Linked DNA regions of Triticum aestivum: region 2 is linked to region 1. Evidence: chromatin contacts called from public Hi-C data. All regions are on one chromosome and are shown on one strand. Each heading gives the region's core, a stretch centred on a gene start, on an enhancer-like site or on the middle of the called end of the contact. The rest is flanking DNA. Distances are from core to core; before and after follow the strand shown.

What was found. A called contact is a pair of places that touch in the nucleus more often than the background predicts.
Region 2: a contact with region 1 is called in a Hi-C map of leaf, with 6 times the contacts expected there. The contact joins the enhancer-like site here to the promoter of LOC123111124 in region 1. A contact is called at or near these places in 2 of 5 Hi-C or Micro-C datasets (both in leaf).

Annotation. Positions count from the first base shown.
Region 1 is chr5B:228,735,730-228,741,129 of IWGSC CS RefSeq v2.1, forward strand. It overlaps LOC123111124 (transcription factor LHW), which reads right to left and starts at 2,686. Exons shown (of 10, transcript XM_044531814.1): 1 at 2,073-2,686; 2 at 1,316-1,462; 3 at 1,130-1,211; 4 at 345-386; 5 at 192-251. The coding sequence starts at 2,164.
Region 2 is chr5B:229,515,674-229,521,073 of IWGSC CS RefSeq v2.1, forward strand. It overlaps LOC123114726, which reads left to right. Exons shown (of 7, transcript XM_044536154.1): 3 at 3,303-3,520; 4 at 3,752-3,799; 5 at 3,907-3,951; 6 at 4,251-4,326; 7 at 5,029-5,379. The coding sequence ends at 5,157. Among protein-coding and RNA genes, the nearest start is that of LOC123114726, 17 kb to the left of the region's middle. Within about 2 kb of position 3,363, at least 6 of the 8 cell types and tissues checked have an H3K27ac peak or open chromatin away from gene starts, as enhancers often do. A contact at or near this core is called in leaf, where this site is marked.

The DNA.
Region 1 (5,400 bases), core at 1,436-3,935:
CCGCCTCTCCCAACCCTAGCCGCGACGGCGCCCGACCGCCGGCGCGCCCGCTCCAGCCTCCGTCCCCCTCCTCCCTGTCCATACAACCTACGCCGGAGGCCTGGTAGGAACCCTAGTCCTACCAAATAAACTTCAAGACATGTTGTGGGATATGTATGCTGATATGCATTGTCAAAAGCAGGGCATCTTACCACACTAGTAGAGCCTAGCTGTAGTACACCACGTGGTAACACAGGAATTATTGCAATAGTCTGCGCAACAACCGAACAAGTATAAATTATTAAGAGATCAGAAGTTAAAAAGTCAGTAAATAATCTACCATGCAAGGGCGAAATTCTACTAACCTGAATGCCAGCTCTGAACTGATGATTCATCTCCGCAGCAACCTATCACCACCAGAAGACAACAGCTTATTGTTCCATTATGAAAGGGCACATAACAATTGGGGATAACCAAAACAGCCAGAGCAACAGATAAAATCAAATTGCATTGTTATTAAAAGAAAATTAGAAATCATTATGGAAAAAGATCATGGTTAGCTCAAGCCTGTGTGGCAAATCATGTTAAGTTGTTAACGAGAAACTCTACATGATTTCCACTTGTTCAAATACCATTTGTGTGCTTTTGCAACTAGCTTATCAAGTGACCACTTATGTGGCAGAACAATAGATCAAACTCACTACAAGCCAAAATTTCAACACAGAAGGAACAAATATGTGAGGAAAAAATAACCCCACAAGGATTGTTGCGATGACATAAATTCCTGGACAGCATGCTATTAATGACACAGCAGCAAAAATGAACCAAACAAAACTGAATTAGGGCTACAGGCATGTTTGGTTCATAGCTACTTTGCCACAACTAAACTTAGGCAAACTGTGGATGCCACAAAAAATGTGGCGAACAAAATGGCCACCACAAGTGTGGCAAGATTTGGCAAATAAATGAGTCTATGACATGTGGACCATGTAGTTAGAAAAGTGTGGCAAGCCATAAGTGTGGCAATGAACCAAACACATGCCTAAGGTTTTGTGGCACGACTAATGTTAGGTGTGGCAACCTTAGGCTACAAACCAAACATGCCCTATATTTATATCAGTTCACGAGAACGAAGAAGAAGAATTTATACCTCGGATCTGAGCCTGTGATCATTGGTAGTATCATGGATAATCCACTGATGACTCCCAGTAAAAGCAGCACGGCCGATGGTACTGAAAAAACAGAAAATGTAGCATCTATCCATCAATAAAAGAAATCAACCAAGAACATTGTGCTAGCTAGTAACAAACAAATGATGTTCCCGGTTCTTCCTTACCCTTCTCCAACAATATGAACCTGCGATGCCATAACCTTCCTAACTAGGGCGCACACAGTGCCACCTGATTCACAGCCAACCTCAGAAGCCTCAGATCCAGTTGGACAAGATGCGTGGCCACAGTAGCCATCCTCCCACACTAGATGCCTGCACATCACCAAGGGAAAACAGTGCGCGCAAATCATCAAAGAAAACCCAAATTCCCAGCGCATCAAAAAGTTCATTCCACATTGCATTCAGCATTCCTCCATGATCCCCACATCGTGTCCCCATTTCTCCCTCTCCCAAAAAAGCTTGCACGGAATTGCAACAACATCTCGCACATTCACGCTCTTTTAAGCCTCAGGAGCTAACACGAACTTGCACAGACAAGGTGGTAGTAGCTTTTTGGTTCATGTTCCTTGTTGTAAAGGCGTTACTAAATTTGCAAGCATGAGTGAACGCCCACACGAGCGTACGGGCGTTCTTTTTCCAGGCACTATCTTTCCCACAAGGAAAGGAGTCCCTTATTAGTAATTGCTGAGGAATATACCCATCCTACGAATCTTCCTCGCGGATGCTTCATTCGTACGAGACAAATCTAGCTGAAATGGAATGTTCAAGACTTTGAACCCAGAAAAATGAAGAAAAGACACTGAAGCCTGGGGGGGGGGGGGAGAGAAAAACTAGAACTTGGTTTTGAGATTTTCCGCAAGATCGAGCGGGGGGAGAAGATTGTGACAAAAAAAGAAGTCCAAGAGAAGGATGGAAGGCTTACACGGGGTCAGCAGCGCCGATGGCCTTCCAGAAGACGGCGTAAGACCACCCGACCTCCTCGCAGAGCCGCCGCAGCGCCTCCCCCACCGCCATCCCCGCAGCCCCACAGCCCAACGGAACCCTAACGAGCAAACCCTAGCTTCTTCGACGGGGGGAGAGAGGGCGACGAAAAGACGAGCAAGGACGCTGCTGCCTCCCTAGGCGCAGCGAGAGCCGGCGCGCCCGGCCTGCCTCGCGCGGACCCCGCCGTCCCTCTGCTCTGCCGCAACAGGAACGCCAACACTTGCTCCGTTGGCCGCCGGCGCGCGGCAAGCGGCCATCAGTGGGGCTCGCCACCAGCCGCGGGCGCTGGTCCCAGCGTCGGTGGGGACCTCGGGACCACGGCGCAGCACCAGAGATGGCCGGCAGGAGAATGGCGCGGGGTCCCCGGAGGAGCGTCGCAGCCGCACGGCGGCGGGCGAGCGAGCAATGCGGTCTTGGATTTGGCTGCCGCTGCGCGTCCTCGTCAATCTCTTTGTTCCTTCTCCGCTTTCGCTTTGGTTTCTCACTCTGGTCTGGTTTGGGAGTCTTTGGCCTCTCTAGGGTGTGCTTGGCTTGTGTGAGTGTGTGAGTAAAATTTCGCTCTGGCTTTTTCTTTGTCGCTTTCTTTGGTTGCCCCTCCTTTTCCTTTGGCCATCGCGGCTCCCGAGGCGGGCATCATTCCCTCCACGAGGGGCAGGATGGGCATTCCCCCAGCTACCCCTCCTTTTCCTTTATGTATTTTCACCTAGGTTAAATAGTGCTCCTCTCCAACACATCACCATCCGCTAACAGCTAATATTGATCTAACTATAACCCTATGGTCTTATTCAAAACATATCTGAATTTACTGAATTAATTGTTTAAAACTACTCCCTCCGTTTTATATATATAAGAGCATTTTTTAGCATCTTCAAGGCGGACCCGTAAACCTCCACAACCATTCGAACAGCGTTGTTCGGATCGCGGAAGCCATCCAAGGATGTCCTGTAACGGTCCGCGGGGCGGTCCGGGCACGATTTCTTCCGCAAACCGGAGACAAAACATGGGGGCTTTGAGAGAGTCCGGACCAATCCCAAACCCGCTTCTGACCGCCCTGTCCCACCAAAGCCCTTCCTCCCCCTTCCGCGTGCTTTCTCGCCCGGCGCCGACTTCCCACATTATGCCGCTATAGAGCGTGTCGCTCAACATTGAAGACGGCTCAGGACTGACGCGACCTCTCACCGCCGCCGCCATTGAAGCGACGCGTCGGCCGAGAGCGACGCGTCTCTGGTGTCCGCGTTGTTCAATGCCGGAGGCGCATGACTGGACGGGACATGATGGATATCTACCACGCATGTTCAATGTTGTTGTCCGTCCGTATGCCGACATTGACCAGGCTCACCGGCCAAGAAACCCACTCCGGCGCCATGCATTGACGCACCCAGACGCCTCGCCTCGCCTCGCCGGAATACGCTATTTAAAGACGGCTATACCCGGCTAACTCCACACCACAACACAAGCCCATACCCATCCTTTTTCCTTGCATGCATCTGCCATGACTGCAGGCGGCGAAGCTTTGTGGGAGAGCCTTTCTACGAGCACGTCGTGGCCACGCTCGCCACCGCCTGGCAGAGCCGCCGTGCCAAGCGAATCGAGACTGGCTTGCCGGCCAGCTCGCCCGAGGTCTCCAACGACGAGGACAAGACCACGATGAAGACGTGCTCCGACGACATCGCCCCGGCTCCCGTGCCTCCTGTGCACGACGTCATCACCATGGAGCAGGCCCAGGCGCACTACAAAGCCGCCATGGTGGAGGTGCGACCTGCGCCGACGAGCCACTCGCCATGGTAGAGGCCACGGGGAACCCCAACTTTGTGGCGGAGCAGCATGCCATCTATAATGCCATCCGTGCTCAAGCAGCCGCTCCCTAGGAAGTGGCCGCCGCGGAGGTGCAGTTGCAGGCGATCGCGGAGGAGAACAACGCCAGGTGTGCCTCCTACATGTTGTCGACAAACCATCAGGCGGGCCGGTGGGGCGATGACAGCGCCGGCACCACCATTTCCATCGTAGACCTCACATCCACCGGCGACGGATAGGTCGCTGACTCCTCCGAGGATGAGTAGGCCACAGGAGGCGGCATGGCTTGGTGTCACATATGGGTCGGCCCGTCTCTGGTGTTCTACTCTTCCTCGTGCGGCAACCGCATCTTCACTTCATCGGTCTTATCGCCGGTGCTCATGAAGATGGCGGATGAAGGACAACACGGGCTTGGACGTCGGGCGCCGCCGTCGTAGGATGGGTTTAGAGTCGGGTGTTTCTTTTGTTCTAGATGTTCGAAATGTAATGAAATCCGTCGTGCTTCTATAAAATCCGTCAGGTTTGTATGAAATTTGGCCGTATTTGCATGAATTTCATCCGGGTTGTTGAAAAAGAGTTTAAAATGTATGTGGCTAGCATTGGGTGGCGGCCTCCTGCATCCATGTCCGCGGATTGGTTCCCCCGACGGGTGCGGGAGAAAATTTGCGGGTTGTAATTTCCGTTAAAAAAACAACAAGAAAGTAACTTCCTTATTAGAAAAAACAATAAACTGACTTCTAGACACCATGGAGGTTTTTTTTAACACAGTATAACCGTAGATGATCACATACACTTTTTACTATGAACACACTCGTCCATATCCTATTCTTATGAGCACATCCGGGATAATAAGCCAACACAACATTTTAAGATTCACAAAGTCATTATAAACACCTTGTAGTCAAGGGGATTCTCTTCCTATTAAACGAATATAACCGAAAAATCTGAAACAAATCCAAAAATTACGAGCACCAGTGTTATTGTGTCCAATCCCAGCAAAAAAAAAAAGTTGAGAAACTGCGCCAACTCACCTATGATCGTGGACCAAATTACCAAACAGTGGGTTCGATCTAACTGATAACAGATTAGTTAATGTGTACGTACCTCTGCACAACTTGACAGTTCATATAAAACTGCGAGCACCATCCTGTGCCACAAGCTTCAAGCAATGTATGATTAATTAGCCTATCTTTTGGATTAAAAAAAGATAGAAATAATTATATATCTGCTTCTCTTTCTACCAAAAAAAAACTAATCAGTTGGAGAAGCTTTCGTCAGATTGTACCATGTAGCATTCATTTTAAATTGAAAAGCTTCACATAACATAACTACTCGTCAGAATCCTATGAAAGAAGACAAACCGGATAGCTTATAGTATTATCCAACGAATGACCTGTCATGTACCAAAAACAACAACACTTTTGTACCCTGAAACTCTATATTAGTGCTATGACAGAGACGGTTATGCCCTC
Region 2 (5,400 bases), core at 2,113-4,612, 780 kb after region 1:
ATACAATACATGCCTTGCTGCCCCTGCTGTCACTGGGAAAGGACACCGCAAGATTGAACCCAAAGCTAAGCACTTCTCCCATTGCAAGAAAGATCAATCGAGTAGGCCAAACCAAACTGATAATTCGAAAAGACTTGCAAAGATAACTTAATCACACATAAAATAATTCAGAGGAGATTCAAATATTTCTCATAGATAAACTTGATCATAAACCCACAATTCATCGGATCTCGACAAACACACCGCAAAAAGAGTTACGTCGAATAGATCTCCAAGAAGATCGAGGAGAACATGGTATTGAGATCCGAAAAGAGAGAAGAAGTCATCTAGCTAATAACTATGGACCCGAAGGTGTGTGGTAAACTACTCACAACTCATCAGAGGGGCTATGGTGTTGATGTAGATGCCCTCCATGGTCGATTCCCCCTCCGCGGAGCGCCGACGAAGGCTCCAAGATGGGATCTCGCGGATACAGAAGGTTACAGTGGTGGAAATAGTTTTTCGTGGTCGCCTTTGATGTTCTCGGGGTACGTGGGTATATATAGGAGGAAGAAGTAGGTCGGTGGCCGTCCGAGGGGCCCACGAGATAGGGGGCGCGCCCTGTAGGGGTGGGCGCGCCCTCCACCCTCGTGGCCGCCTCGGCTGCTTCTTGACTTACACTCCAAGTCCTCTGGATCACGTTCGTTCCAAAAATCACGCTCCCGAAGGTTTCATTCCGTTTGGACTCCGTTTGATATTCCTTTTCTTCGGAACACTGAAATAGGAAAAAAAACAGCAATACGGGCTGGGCCTTCGGTTAGTAGGTTAGTCTCAAAAATGATATGAATGTGTAAAGTAAAGCCCATAAACATCCAAAACGGGTAATATAATAGCATGGAATAATCAAAAATTATAGATACGTTGGAGACGTATCAACCGCGTTCTGCGGCGCTACAAACCGAATGGACGACTCAACGGCGACAAGTAGGTCAGTGCAACCGCGGGAAAGACTTCATGTGGCAGCGTGTACCGCGTGCCATGACCCTACAATCTGAAGGGTGACACAGCAGTAGCGCGTGGGTCGATGTAGGCACGGGGAGGACCTCGGGAGGGCGACACTGCGGTCCGAAGGGACGACGCAACAACAACCCGTGGCTCAATAAGTGGAATGCACGCGTACTCAGGGACGATCTTCACGGTATCCTGTGAAGATGCATGCAACCGGCTGATTAGACCGGTTGCGCGGCGAGGGTGGCGGCGCCCCGATCGGAGAAGGCGAAGACGATGGCCGACATAGATCGACGTGTAGACGATGGCGCGGACGACGCCCGTCAGGCTGCCGCGTCGCGCGAGGTTGCTGAGTCGGAGAAGAGGCCGGTGTAGTTGACGTCCAAGTCGGAGTAGAGGCGTGCAGGGTCGACGGGCGGCTGGCGATGCAAACCAATCTTAGATCAGAAAACAAATGAATGATAATCACACGACCGATGAGACAGAGAAATCCGGATCAATCGATCAGGAAAAAAGACTCTAGGGCAGCCGATCAACACGACCGGCGGACGAACCCTAAATACGGGTTGTTGCGCCCTCGGTGGCGATCATGTAGATCAACCGCCCCAGGGGCGGGGTTGGTGTGGAAGCTGTGACGACACCTAGAGTTTTGGAGCGGGGTTAGGCTGATACCATGTAAGAGGAATAGAGGGGAGATAATTGACGTAATGCGGTGCGTGTTGTATTGAGCCTCTCTAACTATTTTTATAGAATACATGACTTGGAGGACAAGAACCTCCTTCTAAAGATAAGGTAGGAGATGATTAAAAATTAGTCTACCAAATACAAAAGATATGCCTATATACTCTAACAGGCAGCATGTCTTGTAGTCGTCACTAGATAATCCATTAATAATCGTTGTTCAAGGCGGTGTGTATGCGTTTGGAGTAGGTGGCAAGAGAGGTTTTTACCCAACATGTGTGGCAACATAATCTCCGGATCTGAATTTCGGAGGGTGGAGCACATCACATGCACCAACTCGGTAATCCACTAGATAAGAGGACACATTCGGTATGAGAATATTGACCTTGGCACCTTTCAAATAACACCAACTGAGTTTAGGTCACTGTTGCTGCAAACCCTAGGAGAGACGGCAACAGTTTCTTTGATTTGAAGCCTGCTTTGTTTCTCTTTGCTTTGTCCCATACACTAAATCTGTATTGGCCTCACGAAAGGGGCACACATAATCAGCGGCATGCATGTGTGACTGGAACCCCCAGCTGTATGGCCTCCTTTGCTGGAGATTTTGTGTCGGGCACAGTTGTGGTCATTTCGTCGAAGGCTTCCTTTTATGTATACATGAATGTTTACTGTTAGATTTCATGGATTTTGACACCCTTGTATCTCCATCCAGTTAAAATTCTAAAATCTCAACAGTTGAGTTGCCTGACAAATGTGTATGTTGAGGGTCTGCTTGTTAGCTTTACAGGCTTCTCCACAAACCCCGCCCTCCTGCATCCCGGGCTCGCCCCCATTTACTTTTCCTTAACCTACAAAAATTCCAGTTGGGACAGCCCGCCTGCTGTGGGTACTACTACTTCTTACTCCTCTTCTTGTGCGTCAAGTGTGACGTTAAAAAAAAGACAGCGCCTTTTTTTAGTTTTGGTTGGCTGTTTTTGTTTTCTTATATTTTTTTCTTTCAATTTCTTTTTCCATTTTTTCCCGTTTTCCTTGTTTTAGATCCGTGAACTTTCTTTAAAAATTATGAACTTTTCTTAAATTTTTGAACATTTTCTAAAATCAGTGAAGTTTTTTTCAAATCGATGAACATTTTACAAAATTCATGAACTTTTTTATCAAAATCATGAACTTTTTTCAAATGCATGAATGTTTTTTCTGAATCCATGAACTTGTTTCAAATTCATGAACTTTTTTTTCAAAAGCTATGAACTGTTTTCACCTTTCAAGAAAAAATTTAAATGTCATGTTCTTTTTAAATTTTTTGAACTTTTGTGAAATTCGTGAACTTATTTTAAAATCTCATGAACTTTTTAAAATTCATGCACTTTTTAAAATTGGTGAGATTTTTCAGATTCACGGTCTTTTTTTAAGTCCGTGAAATTTTTTCAAACCCATGACTTTCTTCAAATTAGGCATTTTATAGATCTGTGAACTTTTTTCAGATCCATGAATTTCTTTCAAATCCATGAAATTTTCAAATTCACGACCCATTTTAATATCCGTGAAACTATTTTGATTCTCAGTTTTATGTCCTAAAACTCTAAGCCGAAGGGAGCAAAAAGGGAATATCCTATTTGACGCATTCTGCGTCAAAGTGTCGAGGCGCCGCACACCCTTCGACCCGATTTGGGCCGGCCTTTTTATCTCTTCGTTGTTTCTCTCCTTCCTCGCGTTTTCCTCAGACTCCACAGGGGAAGAGAACCCAGCGACTGTTTCTACTCCCCTTCCTCGTTCGTGTGGCAGATCTCGCGTTCATCTGCTTCTTCCTACCGGGATCCTACTCCGGCAAGAGCACCATCGCCCTCGTAAGCAGGTGACGCGCCCATCTCTGCCGATTCGTCCGCGGCAGCGGATTCCTTCTCTTCCTCTTGATTCTTCACTGTCGTTCGCTTCTCATCCGCTTTGCGTCTTTGGAGGCAGGTGGATGGTTCATCTTCATCTGTCTCACCTCATTTTCTCACGCTGATTTTGTGGGTTTCTCATCTGACGTATCTCTTTGATAGAAGCTAGGTTTCCTGATTTCTTCTTTTTTTGCTGTTGGCAGATGGTGTGGCGTGTTTTTCCCCAGGATAGCACTTCAATTTTGGTCCAGGTTTGTCAGATCTTCGCTCCCCTTTTGGTCAGATTTGTGGTTTTCCCCCTTTTTTGTTAGTTTCTTAGCTAACTGTATTTGCCACGTGTTTCTATTTTTGTTGGCAGATTCGGCTCAGATCCAGTAGACCGTTGTTGTTCTACAGGAAAAAGGTAAACCGTTTCATCAAGTACAAGTAGTAGTTCTACTATTTTAGTTCTGGTACTTGGCTTGTTATTCATAAGCTAGGGTGGAGTTTTGGTTTAGGTCTGGTACTTATAGATATAGTGGAATTGTGGTGCCAAGCATATAGTTCTTATTTTCGTACATATGCTGCTTCTACATATAGTGGTATTGATTTTCCACTTTTTTAAACAGCTTTACTTCCCTAGAGTCGATTCATTCCACTAGACCTTCTTTTTGTGTGAACAATCTGTTTGAAACAATCAATCTTCTTTTTTGCTGTTGGCAGATGGTGTGGCGTGTTATTCCACAAACAATCAAATTGTATCACTCAACAGCAAATCAACAAGATAACATCAAACCTGGTTTATTTCCTTTTTCCTATTTTCCATTGTTCGTGTTTTTCTTCTATGGATTTTGTGTCGTAGGAGGCTATCACCTATTAAAAGATTGTCCAGGTAATGAACTGTCTAGTTAGTCTGTACTTCCCTTGAGAACTACCCATTGCAGGGAAGCACCTGAGTTAACCAATCATGCATATTCTTCTTGAAAATGTTTTTCTAATATCTTTAGTTGGCATTTTCAAATGACCTATCTTACTTTTTTATTTGACATGTACAACCATAGGTCTGCTCTGTATTGATTCCTTTACATGGATTTATGGGATGGAAAAATCATGAAGGACTATGATGCTGTGAATTTTCCTGATTTACTGTAAAAAATGATATTTCTTTTCAAGTTTTTCTTTTTATATTGTACTATTGTTAGTAATGCTCTTGACCCCCACACATTCTCTTTCCCGGAGACAACCACTCTATATATCGCTCTTGAGAGCTCTGTTTCTCTGCTATGGATGTACTAGCCGCTACTATAACCTGTTTGTTCAGTTAATTTAACTTGAAGCACCTCATGTATGTTTGGCAGCTTAACATCCACTTCTCTAGTCTGCAAGTTTTGCGAGGTTAATTAAATAATATCCAGTTGCTTCCCTGAAAAAAAATACTAGCTTGTTGTTTGTTGATCTTCAGTAACTAGTTTGTGTATTTTTTTCTTTTCTACTATTTTAGGGAATCATTCCTCAAATTTGGCAGATTGGTGCTGACAAAATGGCAAAATTCGACCTGAACAACATGGACTTTGTGGCACTGGATGATGCTTCAACCAGGAAGAGAAAGAGCGCCTTTAGATGTTTCTAGAAAGGAAAGGAGTAGTCACAAATATTTGCTACATTGATGTGTATATCCATTTTAGCTGATCAACATATACCTCAGAAAGCATGTTGTTGTTGACTTCCTATGACAAACAAAAGTGTTCCCAGTGTGCAAGTGTTCTAAACGAATGTGTTTTTGTTTTTCTTGCTATTTTCCTATGTACCTCACACAACAATATCGCGCCAGAAATAGGGATTCTGTTCTAGACTTTCTTTTTTTCGCTCTATT